Linked DNA regions of Sus scrofa: region 1 is linked to region 2. A link is a contact called in public HiChIP or PLAC-seq data. All regions are on one chromosome and are shown on one strand. The core of a region is the stretch at or near the end of the contact, and the rest is flanking DNA. Distances in the headings are between cores, read along the strand shown. Region 1 holds the start of GK (glycerol kinase). Region 2 holds the start of CXHXorf21.

Evidence for each region. HiChIP or PLAC-seq counts read pairs in DNA pulled down with a chosen protein or histone mark.
Region 1: a contact with region 2 is called in an H3K27ac HiChIP or PLAC-seq map of alveolar macrophages. The contact joins the promoter of GK here to the promoter of CXHXorf21 in region 2. A contact is called at or near these places in 1 of 5 promoter capture datasets (liver), 1 of 47 Hi-C or Micro-C datasets (embryonic fibroblasts) and 1 of 2 datasets of contacts at active chromatin or transcription factors (alveolar macrophages).

The regions. Positions count from the first base shown.
Region 1 is chrX:26,468,960-26,472,503 of Sscrofa11.1, forward strand. It overlaps GK (glycerol kinase), which reads left to right and starts at 1,610. Exons shown (of 19, transcript NM_001143708.1): 1 at 1,610-1,796. The coding sequence starts at 1,719.
Region 2 is chrX:26,383,251-26,386,974 of Sscrofa11.1, forward strand. It overlaps CXHXorf21, which reads right to left and starts at 1,683. Exons shown (of 2, transcript XM_001925715.4): 1 at 1,366-1,683.

The sequences.
Region 1 (3,544 bases), core at 360-2,859, 86 kb after region 2:
TCACTAGTATCCATGAGGACAGAGGTTCAATCCCTGGCCTTGCTCAGTGAGTTAAGGATCTGGCATTGCTGTGAGCTGTGGTGTAGGTTGCAGACATAGCTCTGATTTGGCATTGCTGTGGCTGTGGGGTAGGCCGGCATCTAGAGCTCTGATACAACCCCTAGTAGCAGCTACAGCTCTGATACAACCCCTAGCCTGGGAACCTCCATATGCCTCGGGTGCAGCCCTAAAAAGCCAAAAGAAAAAAGAAAATTTGCTTCCAGAGCAAAAGTGGTAAAACTATAAACACAGAGATAAATAAGTGAGGTGGTGCTAGGTAAAGCAAGAGGGTGTAAAATAGAAATGATGTTACAGAACACAGAGACTGGAGTAATGGAACAGGAAAAAAAGTGAGAGTGGGAATAGTACAATGCTTTTGATATTGATAGGGCCTGGTTTACAAAGTCAATTTAGTGATTTTTCCAACCAGCATTTTAAAAAATGATATGCAATAGTATAAATAAGTTCGAATGTATAGCACAGAAGGATAAATATTGTTTTGGTAGCATTTTAAATACTTGAAAAAATGAATATATAACTATATAAATTATAAATAAATGCATGTGCACACACCCACACATATGCCCGGCCCTGTTCTGTAAACTACTCATACAGTGAATCTTATTCCTGAGTTTGAAAACCTCTGCAACTGCCAGGGGTTTTCAAACTCTGGAACAAGATTCATACTTCCAGGATCCAAAAGAATCCTGGCAAGGTAAATTCAAGGTCAAATGAGAAGGCCTCTTTTCTCTCCTTTTGCTGTTTAGAGCACTTAACCTATGGCGAGGAAATAGCGTATGAGGGAGGAGACACAGTCAGGTCAAGATAGGAGCAAGGGCGCTTCAGGACAAGGAGGTGCCTCGGGAAATCTTCGCGGGTGGTCAATTGATGACCTGGGGATGGTGATTTTGAGGGCTTCCCCTAAAAGCTAAACCGAAGGAACTTAGGCTTTCCTTGTCCCTGAAAAGCCTCCAAAGGCAAAAGATTTGCGCTGCTCCTGAATGTGACCCTACAAAGGGTCAGTCCCTTTAGAGGGGGATTATTTTGATCTCGAGCGGGGAACAGGGAAGTGGGCGGGGCGTGGGAAGCGCGGGAAGGCCTGGCAGGGTTGGTCCGGAGTGACTCACGCCGTGCTCTGCACATCCCACCAGAGGAACAAGCAGTTCTGCCCTTTGGGACCCAGCCGCTAGAGGAAGCCCCAGGGTGTGGGTGGGGTTGTGCCCTTTCCCCGGGCCATTGACCCTCCCTGCCAAAGGGCAGCACCGGCCTCCGCCTCCGGCCCAGCGGCAGGAGGGTTCTGCCGCCGGGTTCCCCGGCCCACGTGACCTGCCGCGCGGGCCACCGCCTCCGCCGCGCCCTGGCCCCGCCCCCGTGAGGTCTGTCTAGCCTCAGATTGTCTGAACAGCCCTTCTCTTTCCGCATTCGGTAATTGGCTGGCCAGGCAGACAGCGCCTGCCCCAACCCCGCCCCCGGAGTCGTGGGGAACGCGGGTGGGGGCGGGGCCTGGGCTGGAGGGGCGGGGTAGAGCCTCTGAGCCGGTAAAGGGGCTGCCTGGAGCGCGAACAGAGCGATCTACTGCCGCCAGCCGCCTGGCCCTTCCGACTCGCCGCCCTACTCTCCGCCCGCCGCCGTCACCAAGGAAACGGGCTGCAATTCCTCGCCGACCCCAAGCTGGTTTCATGGCAGCCGCGAATAAAGCAGTTTTGGGACCGTTGGTGGGAGCAGTGGACCAGGGCACCAGCTCGACGCGCTTTTTGGTGAGCCGGGGGTTGCACTTGAAGAGGTGCTGAACCTGAGCGGGAGCCTTGGGACCGTGGGGCGGGATGTCGCGTCGCCGTCCCGTTCTTCCCACGACCCAGAGCCCTGGCCCCCAGGCAAGGGAAGGAGGCCAAGGGCCCAGAGCGGGACTTGCCACGCTGGAGCTTCTCCGCCCGGGCCTGGGGGAACACAGCCTCTCGCGACCCCCGCAGCTGAGCTGAGCAGCCCTGGCCTTGATTGTGGAGCCGGGTCCCCTACTAATGAAGGGACTCCTACCCCAGAGGAAGCTAGGACTCGCCGAACATCCGTGCAGAGCGGCCCGCCTGCAGCCAGGGACAGGTGGCCACATTGACCGCTGCTGCAGTCTTCCCCAGAAGCATTTGGCCTGCCGGGAGCAGGACGTCCTTGAATGGGGCGGGGGCGGGGGTGGGGGGGAAGCTGTGTCACGACTGTGGTAGCCTAACCCAGCGTCCTTTGGAGCTGTAGAACGAATGTAGTATTAGCGTGATGATGCGTTATCTTCCTCTCCCCAGAAACTGCAGAAGGTAGAACGCTAGGAGGAGGGCGGGGAGAGTGGCCGAACACTTTGGCAAAGAGTCAAATTACACTGCTTTAACCAGAATCTTAATTTAATCTCGAGGATTTGTCAATTTTAGCTCTGATACTTTGCGCATTACAAAGATGATTGTCCTCGCCTCGCTTCACAGCTTAAATTGACAGGGAATTTTTTTTTTTATTTACTATGTATGACAGAGTTTTGACATAGTGGAGTGCTGTTTAAGTGACTCTCTGCTGATTAAATTGTTTTGTGCAATTAAAAAACTAGCTCTTACAGTGATCTAGCACTGAGTTCAGAAAGGTACTTTAAAAATAATTTAAATAAACGATTGTTGGTTAAGAGCCCATGCTTTCAATGGACATTTGACTAACCTGGCAAGTTGATGTAAATATTTAATGATTACTTAGCTCTCTCTTCACTTCTTTGCCTCAAATCATGTTTTCATGCATTATTTAGTATACCGTATATATACATTGTATATACACTGTATATATTTTGAAAGCTCTGTGACCATTTAGCTGAAACCTGAATTTGTACCTTGGTTTTGATACTTGTTTCTCTTGTCTGAAGTGAAAGCCTTTAGTCAAGTTTTAGTTTGAATGGTATTTAATGACCTACCCTGGTTTGAGCTGCCAAGACGTAATTCTCCTGTCTCTTATATTGTTTATCATATGATCACCCAGGGCAGGTTTCACTTTGTCTTGATTTTCATATAAATGTTTGGAAAGTAATCCTGAATCATAAGTAAGAAAGTTTGCCTAACTGGATTTAATATGTAAAATATTCAATCATTATTACCATCTTTCCAAATTAAGAAAGAGCATTGAGACATGTATGCTGACTAACTGTGGGTTGAATTTTGAAGCTTTATTCAAGATTTGCCCATACAGATGCTTGCAGGGGCCAGGCAGGTAGAGGAAGGAGAGCAAACTCAGGCTCAGGGGTACAGCCAAGCAGGAACATTAGCCCCGTGTTGCCAGATCTTCAAATTATTTAAGAAAAGCTGGAACTTCCAAGAGTTTTCAGTAAAATCTTCCTGTCCTCAAATGTTGGCAACTAGTTCATAAAGCACTGTAGGGGCCAAACCAAATGTGGCAGTTGTTCTCTAGTTTATACAGCCTTTGCCCTCAATGAAAGTGGGTAAGATATTTCATAACTTTGTAGGTTTCCTTTTTTGTTGCCAGCCTT
Region 2 (3,724 bases), core at 433-2,932:
GATGGAAATGTGTGTTCATTGTACTATTCTTTCCATTTTTATATAGGTTTGAAACTTCACAAGATAAAAATGGGGGGAAGTAACTAGATTTAGTTAATGAAGGCAAATTTACATTCTATCATGTTTTGAAGAGCTCAGAGGGACAGTATCTTACATATCTGAGATAATCACTAGGTATGTGTTTGGAAATGTTTCAGTAACTTGAAGGAGATCTTGAAAACATCGCTTTACTCAGATAATAAAGTTAGTGCACTATGCTTATACAGCCCCAAACTACTATTATAATATGAATGTTTTACACAATTTTCAAATATACTCTACTGCTCCAAGAGGCTTCTCAAGCTCAGAAACACGATCTTCTTACACTGACCTACACAAGAAGTTGTTTAAAAATATCAGTATGAATATTCTGGCCAAAGCAAGTTGATATTCAAGTGTCGGGATATGTGCATAAGAAAAAGACTGTTTGGGGAGCTTGGGCTTATCAGACACAACTTAGAATAGATTTACAAGGAGATCCTGCTGAATAGCATTGAGAACTTTGTCTAGATACTCGTGTTGCAACAGAACAAAGGGTGGGGGAAAAAATGTAATTGTAATGTATACATGTAAGGATAACCTGACCCCCTTGCTGTACAGTGGGAAAATAAAAAAATTATAAAAAATAAAATAAAAGACACAAAAAAAAGAAAGAAAAAGACTGTTTGATCAGGTCTAAAGATAACTCAAACAGAAGCCCACCTGTGTATATACTATCTTTAATACCAATAGGGAGACTTGCCCCAAATCACCCAGATGGCAATTCAAAAAGCACATCGCTGTAGAACACGTTCACTTTGAGTGTGTCTTGCCACATAGAAGAACACTTATCACTGGCTCATCCAATGAATAATTTAGAGTCAAATCCAATTGGGATTTATTGTGATTGTAGTCATCTCTAAAACTCCATCTTTGGGACCAGATTTAAGAGTTACTCTGCCCCTGCCAAATTCTGCTTAGGTTTTTAGGCCTTTAAAAAAAACACAAAAGCTAAACCTGTGTAGCAGTTAGTGAACAGGGACTGAATAAATTAAACAACTCTTCGATCAGACCAGTCAAATTCAGGTAAAAAGAAAATTTTAGAAATGCTCAAAATGTGAGAATGAGGTAAGAGGAAGAGGATACTTGGCTTCATTTGTCATTATTGTATAACTCCATTGAAGGCTTACTTACATGTCCACTCAGCTCTAATTTGGTAAATGAGAAGAGCGTTTTAGATGTCATGAGGCGGGAGCTGAGTTCTGATGATAAAGGGCGAAGAAAGTTTAAGAAGAGAAATGACAGAAAAAGTTCATAGTCAGAGAGCCTGTTGCCTCCTTTGCTTACCTTCACTAACCAGTCTGTGCCTTTGGTCCCGCAGAAACACAACGATTGACCATATAAGAGATGAACAAGCCAGCCAGTGCTTTTGCCAGAAATGTTCACAAGCCTTTGGTGAGTCTACTTTTCACTGGTAAGACCAAGAAACTTGGTCATTAAGCTGATCATCGCAGTTGCTGTTTTTTTTATAACTGATCCTATGGAAAAACTTGTTTTTGCTCAAGTTTGATTTGTGCTAAAGAACAGTGGGAAGTCCCAGGAAGGGGGAGGCAATAACTGCCAAACCCACATCGAGCCACAGAATGGTGTTTCTTCCCCTTTTTCGAAAAATGAAACCTATCTATGAAACTGTCTCTTGTTAAAATAGTTTATTGCTACACATTATGTAAGAACCCTCTCGACATAAATTGACTCCTCTAACAATCAATTCTCTGGGTCCCCTCTCCCAAAAGAGAGCCAAAGTCATATATGATTTAGTGAATTCCCAGTTCCATCATTAACTTATAATTTTTAAGAAGTATTATTTCTCACTTGTACTCATAATTTTTAAAAATGCAAATGAAAACAGTTTTCTCTTTCAAATTAACCAAAGTAAAAAAGGTGTTAGTACACGAGTGGGCAAGTTTGTGGATAAACAAGCAGTCTCATTCACTATTAATGAGATTATAAACATTTTTAAAAGGCAATTTATCAGTATCTGTCCAAGATTTTTTCTGAAATTTTAAATATTCAAGCACTTGTTCTCAACAATTTTTATTTCTAAAGTTTATCCATTGGATATATTTGCACCTGTGCACAAAGACATGTGAAAAGATATTTGTCGCAGCATTAAGAAATAACTCAAAGGAGTTCCTTTGTGTCTGAGCAGGTTAAGGATCCAGCATTGTCACTCCTGTGGTGCGGGTTTGAGCCCTAGCCCAGGGACTTCCACATGCTGAAGGCACCAACAAGAAAACAAAACAAAAGCAAAACAAAACAAAGAAACAGCTAGGAAAAAATATTCATAAATGGGATATTGGCTAAATACCTGAGAGTATATCCCTACCATAGAAAATGATGCAGTTGTTAGAGTGAAGTGGCTTTATGTATAACAGAAGGAAAAGATCTCAGAGTTCCTGCCCTAGCACAGTAAGTTAAGAATCTGACTGCAATGGCTCAGTTCACTGTGGAAGCATGAGTTGGATCCCTGGCCTGGCCCTGGAGCAGTGAGTTAAACAATCCAGCATCGAAGCACCTGTGGTTTGGATTTAATTCCTGGCCCAGGAACTTCCATATGCCACAGAGGCAGCCATAAAATTTTTTTAAAAAGGAATAGATTTCCAAGTTACATTACTTAGCAATACTATATAAGATATAATATTCTCCAATATGTGTTTTTAAAGGAATATATATATATATGCACATATATTTGCTGATGCATAGCATAGTTCTATAGGGATATACAAGGAACTAGAAAAAGGCAGTTGCCTTTTGGAAATGAGTCTTAATTTTCACATTGGGTATCCTTTTGAAATTTCTACCGTGTATATGTATTACTTTTTAAAAATAGCATTTTTAAGTCATATTTAATTTTGTGTGATTTTTATAGCTCATATATTTTTCCTGGAGGACAGAGAAGTTTGTCTGCAAATAGATCAGTTATTCTTGCCCCAAAGTAGAAAAACTCTAAACAGAGTTCTCAAAATAATTTAGCTAGTTTTCCCTCCTTGTTTAAATTAAACCAACAAAGAATAATCCTGCCCCAAATAATTATCCGCCTCTGATACCTTTTGCTACCTAACTCTGATCAAAGCTAAGTTCCAAACTCTGAATATGTAAACATTTCTACTTAATGGATATCTTTTATTTACCTTTTTTTTCTATGGCTGCACCTGCAGCATATGGAAGTTCCCAGGCCAGGGACTGAATCTGAGCCACAGCTGCAACCTACCTCGCAGCTGTGGCAATGCCAATCCCTTAACCCACAGAGTTGAGCAGGAAATTGAACCCATGCTTCCACAGCAACCAGAACCACTGCAGTGGGATTCTTAACCCACTGCACCAAAGGAGGTACTCCTGTTTTGTTTACCTTTGATCTATGACTTATTTTGAAAAGTTATACCATTAAAAGTGTACTAACTTTTTTTCCTTTTTAAAATTTTTTGCATTATTTCATGGAACATTTCTTAGATCCAGTTAAAAAATCAGGTTCCCACCTATGAGCCATAACACAGTTTCTCAATTTGTCTGAAATCTGACTTAACCTGCTACCGCTAGAACAACCAGACTCATTGCCCCAGGGGCAGGTTCCATTTGCAGTATAATCCTTTAAAATCAAGCCCAGGGATGTCTCCTGGCTTTTTTAGCCCATCAAGAATTTAGCTGT